Linked DNA regions of Pan troglodytes: region 2 is linked to region 1. Evidence: chromatin contacts called from public HiChIP or PLAC-seq data. All regions are on one chromosome and are shown on one strand. The core of a region is the stretch at or near the end of the contact, and the rest is flanking DNA. Distances in the headings are between cores, read along the strand shown. Region 1 holds the start of ZIK1 (zinc finger protein interacting with K protein 1). Region 2 holds the start of ZNF8 (zinc finger protein 8).

Evidence for each region. HiChIP or PLAC-seq counts read pairs in DNA pulled down with a chosen protein or histone mark.
Region 2: an H3K4me3 HiChIP or PLAC-seq map of stem cell-derived excitatory neurons shows a contact between it and region 1, with 4 times the contacts expected there. The contact joins the promoter of ZNF8 here to the promoter of ZIK1 in region 1. A contact is called at or near these places in 1 of 7 Hi-C or Micro-C datasets (stem cell-derived neural progenitor cells) and 1 of 1 datasets of contacts at active chromatin or transcription factors (stem cell-derived excitatory neurons).

Annotation. Positions count from the first base shown.
Region 1 is chr20:60,524,230-60,527,944 of NHGRI_mPanTro3-v2.0_pri, forward strand. ZIK1 (zinc finger protein interacting with K protein 1) reads left to right here and starts at 1,583. Exons shown (of 4, transcript XM_009436525.5): 1 at 1,583-2,233; 2 at 2,573-2,611. The coding sequence starts at 2,597. The region is part of intron 2 of ZNF416 (zinc finger protein 416); the gene reads right to left.
Region 2 is chr20:61,214,636-61,218,482 of NHGRI_mPanTro3-v2.0_pri, forward strand. ZNF8 (zinc finger protein 8) reads left to right here and starts at 1,886. Exons shown (of 4, transcript NM_001246438.1): 1 at 1,886-2,081. The coding sequence starts at 2,016. It overlaps ZNF544 (zinc finger protein 544), which reads left to right. Exons shown (of 7, transcript XM_063802368.1): 7 at 116-454. The coding sequence ends at 165.

The DNA.
Region 1 (3,715 bases), core at 333-2,832:
GTAAGCACTGGAAGGGTGGATTTTGATTGGAAGGACTTCAAAGAAATCTATTGATGGCAAGGCGGGGATGGGGGTGTTATCACCCAACATTCAGAGACAACAGACCCCTTGCTTTCGGAAGTGTTTCAGCACTTGGGTTCCAGCCATAGCCTGATATTTTGGTTTCCTGTGGTGACAGGGTGGAGTCTGGTAGGTGAGACTTCAGCTCCGAGTGTTGGGTCAATGTTTTGTTTTCTTTTCTCTTTTCTTTTTATTTATTTATTTATTTACTTATTTATTTATTGAGACAGGGTCTGGCTCCGTTGCCCAGGCTGGAGTGCAGTGGCATAATCATAACTCACTGTAACCGTGATCTCCTGGGCTCAAGCGATCCTCCCACTTGAGCCCCTGGGCTGAGCGATCTACTCAGCATCCTGAGTAGCTAGGATTACAGGTGCACCACCATACTCGGGTAATTTTTTAGTTTTTGTAGAGACGGGGTCTGGCTATGTTGCCCAAGTGATCCTTCCACCTCAGCCTCCCAATGTGCTTGGATTACAGGTGTGAGCCACCGCGCTGGGCCTGACATTTTCTTTTCTGCACATTCTCTAGCTGTGAAACTTGCAACTCTTTAGCTCTGTGCCTGCAAAATAACTGGACATTATGTTACCAACAGAGGATGGCCAGATGAGACTGGTCCAGTGGTTAAACCTGCACCTTCATGGAGGCCATTATGAGTATCCCTACAGGCCGAGTCTCAGGGTGCCCCCAGAAGCCCATACTAGCCGCTGTAAGGCAGAGCATGGACTTCCCCTCGGGGACTAAATCCCATTCTTGGGCTCCAGAGGCCTTGTTCCTACCACTGTACGCCACCGCTTGGGGTGCCCTGGGAACCCGCCTACCTCCCTACTGCCCTGAGGGCGGTTGGAGATGGTCCCAGCAGGTGTGGGAGATGAGGTAGGAGACGTCTTCAACGGGGTCCAAGGCTCATCTGGACCCAGTTCTCAGCCGAGGGGCGGTGGAGAGGGCGTCAGAAAACGCAGGAACGGCTCCCAGACCCAGGAGGGGACTCAGGGAAGCAGAGGCGCTTTCCTCGGCGGCTCTGGGGCCTTCCCAGCTCGCCCGGCCCCCCTGGAGGAGACGAACCCCGGGGTGGAGCTACGGAGAACCCCTTCCCATGGGACGTCTCGGCCCCGCCTCCCGCCTCTGGGTACAGTCAAAGGGCTCAGGTCAGAGCAGGAGCAGCCGGGGGCGCGGCCCCCACGTGGCCTCCCGGGACACGTGCCCACAGCGCGACACCTAAGTCGCTCCTGTCTTTCACAGAATAGCCTTGGCCCCGGCACGGCCTCGAACGCCTTGACCCCGCAAGGGAGGGGGACGAGGCTCCTTTGCTCCCGCAGGAGCGTCGAATATGTGTGGAATACGCGTCGGTGTGGATCTGGCCTCAGCTTCCTGAGCCTGAATCAATGCTTCTAATCACGTGGGCGCTCAGCCGCGACGGGACCACAGAAATCGACCAGCGGCCTGTTTAAGGAGCGACAAGGCCCAGCCCTCTCCTGCATTGTGGCGACGCCATTTCCCTGCGCCCCCAGCGCGGCCGCTTGGCTTTTGTTTGAGGTGACGCTGGGTGGCAGCATCTTTCCCTCAGCCCTGGGGACCAGCGGGGACTACAGAACCCAGAAGGTTTTGTCTCCAGCCGCAGGGATGCTGAGCCAATCCGCGCTGAGAAAAGGGTCGTTTCCGCTTTGGGACCAATGGGTCGGGGAGGGACTTCCGGTATCACTTCAGTGGCGGTCATTTTTGCAGCGCTTGGGTGCATCCAGACCGTCAGAGCTTTGGGAGCGCTTTGTTTGGCGACAGTCGGAAGGCGCGAGGGGAGGGGTCCTCCCGCTGAACAGTGGGGGTTCTAAGGGTCGGCGGCGGCGGGGTTGACGGCTTTGCCTAGGTCCCTGCGCCCGTAGCTGTCGGGTCCCGGCCCCGCTCTGCCCACAGGCTCCGATGGCTGCGGCCGCGCTGAGGGCCCCGACTCAGGTGAGCGCTGCCTCTACTGGGCCTCACCCTCCATCCCCAAATTAGTGCCTTCTTGGGTCACTACGGTCGAGATCCTCATGTCCAGTACAGTGGGGGCTCGTGGGTGGGGTCCCTATTTCCAGAACTTGGGTGATGGGGCACGGAAGAGGGTGACAGGCAAAGGGACCAGCGTTTCTAAACTCTTGGAGACACAGTGAAGAAGGTTCATACCTGGAGTGCCAAGGTGAGGAGTTTTCCCTCAATTCTTAGGATGCTAGGAGCCGTGGAGGGTTGTGTACAGAAGCGGCATATGGTCTGAGTTAGGTCTTTCGAAGTTTTCCAGAAACCTCATGGAGTTAGACTAGAATAGAATGGAATAACACAGAGGCACAGGGAGGTTGAGTTCTTGTGCAAGGTCCCACAGTTGCTAAGAGTTGGCACTGAGGACTGGAACGCTGAGGCTCAGAAATAATGCAGGCATCCTCAGTCCACCTGGCTCTGGCCTGGACAGGAATCCAGGGAAGCCTGAATCCGTAGAGCCCTGTATGGTCACCTGCCTTTCATGATCTTTGGCTTTCCACAGGTTACTGTGTCTCCAGAAACACATATGGACCTCACAAAGGTGAGTGGAGGGTGTCCCAGGCCCTCACTGGTCCTGGCCCCATCCTGGGGTTTTTTCATGGATCTTTTTGCCACCATCCAGTTCTTTGACCTAAGGACTCTTCACAAACTCGAAGCTTGACATCCTGATTCTAGACTGGTGGTTATTTGTAGACATTCTTATTGCTGGCAGACAATGGAATGAGGTGTGAAAGGTTGCCCCGCCTACGTACAATAATGTGTAAGGTTGGCAGTGAAGCTGAGCTGATTCAGGGAAACACAACTCTCCTTTCTTTCTTATGGGAACTCAGAGCAGCAGGGCAGGACTCAGGCCTGGAATGGCTCTGAGAAATTGGGTGTTTTTTCTGGAGGTGATGAGAACAATGGGAGGTTTAGAGAAGAGAACGGAGGTTATCTGACACTGGTCTCATCAGGTTCACTGTTAATGCGGCATAGAGAATACTCTGTGGGTGTGATGGAGGCGATAGAAAGACCAGGGAGGAGGCTACTGCAGTGGCCAAGGTGAGTTTTGATAGTGGTTTCACCAGTGTGGTGGCTGTGAAGGTAGAAGAAGTGGCTGGATTCTGGGTCAGAATTTTAATTAGGCCTGCTTGCATTTTCAGATTTTGAGGGTAAGAGATACTGGACAAGCATTACTCCAGGCATTTTGAATTTAGCATCTGGAAGGATGGAATCTCCATCAAATAGCATGTAATAGGATTGATTTTATTTTTATTTTATTTATTTATTTGTCTATTTTTAGACAGTCTCACTCTGTCACTCAGGCTGGAGTGCAGTGGCTCGATCTCGGCTCATTGCAACCTCCACCTCCCGGGTTCAAGCAATCCTCCTGCCTCAGCCTCCTGAGTAGTTGGGACTACAGGCACATGCTACCGTGCTACCATGCCCAGTGAATTTTTTTTTTTTTTTTTTTTTTTTGTATCTTTAGTAGAGACAGGGTTTCACCATGTTGGCCAGGTTGGTCTCAAACTCCTGACCTCAGGTGATCCACCTGTCCTGGCCTCCCAAAGTGCTGGGATTACAGGCGTGAGCCACCATGCCCAGCCAATTAATTTTCATTAAGGATAACAGGAGTTTTGTCTTTAGCTATTATCATAGTCTGAGA
Region 2 (3,847 bases), core at 636-3,135, 690 kb after region 1:
TAAGTGACTCTGTCTTGGTTTGGTCTGGTCTCACGAGGCCTAGAGCAGGAGCTCAGTCCAAAACCATGTCCTCTCATAATTTTGTGTAACTTGCCTAACACCTGCTCCTTCTCAGGAACGAGGGCCAGCAAAAAGCAGAGACGGTACAGGGCCAGAAGGATCTGAGAGAGTGTGGCCAGCTTGAGCCCCTCAGGAGTCGGCCAGAAGGATCTGAGAGAGTGTGGCCAGCTTGAGCCCCTCGGGAGTCAGCTGCTCCGTCCCCACTGGTAACGTCTTCACCCCTTCAACACGGTGTGAAGGGCCATGTCATGGTTGATCTTCAGTCCCTCAGACTACACCATCAGCCCCATGGGGATGAGCAAATAACAAGTAACTATACTGTTCCCTGCTATGTGTCTGGCTCTTGGTAAAAATTTTAAAAAATTAAAAATTGTTGCGGTTTGAATGCAACATTTTTGAATGGAAATCTGCTTCCCCATTTTTCTTTTTTAATAACTTTTTATTTTTTTTTGAGACGGAGTCTTGCTCTGTCACCCAGGCTGGAGTGCAGTGGCCTGACCTCGGCTCACGGCAACCTCCGCCTCCCAGGTTCAAGCGATTCTCCTGCCTCAGCCTCCCGAGAAGCTGGGACTACAGGTGCCCGCCACCACGCCGGGCTAATTTTTGTATTTTTAGTAGAGACGGGGTTTCACCATATTGGCCAGGTTGGTCTCGAACTCCTGACATCGTGATCCACCCGCCTCGGCCTCCCAAAGTGCTGGGATTATAGGCGTTAGCCACCGCGCCCGACCTTTAATAAACATTTTAATGGACTACAACAGACCCACAGAAAAAGACACATCACAAAGTGAACACCCACAGGGAGAAGCAATAGGGCTGTCAGAGGCATTCGACCCAGAGCGACTCCATTTTGGGTGAGGGCTAGGAAAATGAGGCTGGGCTGCATTCCCAGAAAAGTAGGTATTCCTAACCTCTAGATGTTTACGGTTAAGGGAACAAATTAATAATGGGTACTAAAACAGACCCAGACTTGGGAGTGTCCAGATATCCCGGTATCTAGAGAACAAAGGCATTCCTAATTTTGCTTTAAAAATAATATCGATTCTTGAAAAATACAGTAAGAAAATTGATCCTTTTTCACAAACCCTTGTAGCAGAGCACATCTCCCCAAAATCTATTTTTAGCCCAAATATACACAAGCATTGTACCTAGCGTGCATACGTTCCTCTTACTTTCAGGAACGTCCTACCGTCTATGGGGTAGCTGTTTCACAACTTTACTTTCTCAACAAACTTGCTTTTACTTTGCACTGCGGACTCGCCCTGAATTTTTTCCTGCGCGAGATCCAAGAACCCTCCCTTGGGGTCTGAATCGGACCCCTTTCCTGTAACACAACCACCGCTCCCAGCCTCCCCGCTTCCAGCCGCTACGCCCAAAGTCTCTTATATGAACAAACCCCTAACTCGTCCTGTGACTTTGATGCGTGTGCGTTTTAGGCACCGGGGAGCAGAGGGTAAAGCGGCGCAGCTCCGGGCCTCCTCCCGCGCAAGTTCCCGAGAAGAGCAGGTCCGGCCCGCACAGACGTGCACGGTCCCCAGCCATTAGGAGGAGCAGACGGTCCCCACCCCCACAATCAGCCATCTCTCGGGGTCCGCCCCTGCTCCCTGCCCACGACTGAGGCCTCTGGTTGCCCGCACCCTAAGGGGCATCGCAGCCCGGAGCAACACCGCCCCCACCAGCCTTAGCTGAGCGCTCCCATTGGCCAGAGGCCAGCGGGTGGGGGCTCCCATTGGCCATCGGCCATAATGCTTCCATTGGTCGAAGGCCAGGCCAGCGGAGACTCCCATTGGCCGAGGGCTGTGGTTCGCCGCACGGCCTACTGGGAGTTGTAGTCGCCGCGTCGCCGGTGCGGCCGCCATTGTCCGGCGTTCGGCGAGTCGGGTGGTCCCTTTGGCTGGAGTGCCTCTCTGGTCTGGGGATCACCTCAGGCGCTATCCTTCACTGGGCGATCCAGCATGGACCCCGAGGACGAAGGGGTAGCGGGAGTGATGTCTGTGGGGCCGCCGGCGGCCCGGCTTCAGGTAACAATAACAACAATAACGACGGCGGCGGGCTCCGGGCAAGCGTCTCCCGCGCAGACTGACCCTTTCACCTCGCGGCGCGATGAGAGCGGCACCGCTGTTAATGCTCTTGACACGTGGGGAAACTCAGGCGCGGGTCGGGGCGTGGTGACCGTCCTGGCCGGTCAGAGAGGGGGCCGGGGTTCCAACCAGGCGCCTGGCCCCCGAATGCGCATGCTCCACGCGGCTCTGTCCTCCCCAGGGCTGGGGTCGGTCATTCCCGAGAGAATCGAGCAGGCCCATCTCCTGCGTTCGGCTCCGCCCCGCCGACACCCTTGCCCATTCCAGGAAGGTCTGTCCTCGTGTTGACTGATAACAGTAATTGTAGCGTTGGCCGGGTGCCCAGATGGCAAGAATCATCGAATAGAGATGCTTTAACGCGTGGAGTCAGCGGACACCCACCGGGACCCCAGCACCGCGGAGCCCCTGCCCTGGGGCTTGGGCACAACCTCTTGGGGGCAATGATGGGTCACCACGCACTGAGTGTGATGAGAGTGACCACCAGGGTCGTCCCCTGCGAGACTGTGGGAGAACTGCAGTGCAGGGCGGTCAGTGTTTGCAGGGCCATCTGGCCATCAGAGCTCCACTTTCTAGACAAAGTGGCTGCTGCCTGTGTTCTCCATAAAGCTGCCTCGCGTGGCAGGAAACAACAATAATTATACTTCCTCAAGCTCTGCAACTTTGAAATTATATACTTTTTTTTTTTTTTTGGTCGTTGGTTTGTTCATGGGGATTTGCATTATTTCAGATTTGGTGCATAAAGTGAGACTTGATAATCTTAGGTTGCAGGTTTTCAGATGTGTGTTACTCCAAATTTGCATGAAATGCTACCAGGTTTTATTTTGTTCTTGCTGTGGATGGGGGACACGGAATGAGTCGTAAGAAAGGCTTGAGAGAAAGTGTATTAGTTACCTGTTGCTGTGTAACTCAAAACTTCGTGACCTGGAACAACAATAAATATCTCACGAGTTCTGACAGGAGTAATGGAATGTCCCAGCTGGTGGTTCTGGTTCAGGCCCATGAAGTTACAGTGAAGATGTCAGCATAGCTGTTGTCACCTGAGACCTGAGTCTGGAGGACCCACCTCCAGGATGGCTCACTCACATGTCTGTTGATAGGAGACCTCAGTTGTTCTCCATGTAGGCCTCTCTTTGGAACTGCTGGGGATCCTTGCAACATGGCATCTGGCTTCCCACAGAACAAGTGATCCAGGAGAGGGCAAGGTAGAAACTGTAACACCTTCCATGACCTGGATTCAGAATTCACACTCTTGTCACTTCCACAGTGTCTTACTGGTTACAAAGTCAACCTTGTTGAGTGTTGGAGGGGACCACACCAGGGCTGGAGGTCATTGGCAGAGGTGGTGGGGGAGCATCTTGGAGACTGTCCATCACAGGAGACAAGGACCAGAATGGAGAGCTTCATGGTCCAGTGTTTTATCTGGTTATCTGTGTCTGCTGTAACAGTTCACTACAAATTTTGTGGCTTATAACATTTGTTCTTAGGTTCTGGAGGTCAGAAGTCTGAAATCGGTTTTCTGGTCTGGAATCAAGGTATGAGCAGAGCTACCCTCCCTACCAAGGTTCTAGGGTAGAATGTTTCCTCGTCTTTTCCAGCTGTGAGAGGTACAGACCTTCTATTCCTTGCCTCATGGCCCTTTGCCCGTCTTCAAAGCCAGCATTGTAGCATGTTGCTTCAGTGATCATATTGCCTTATGTCTTCTATAG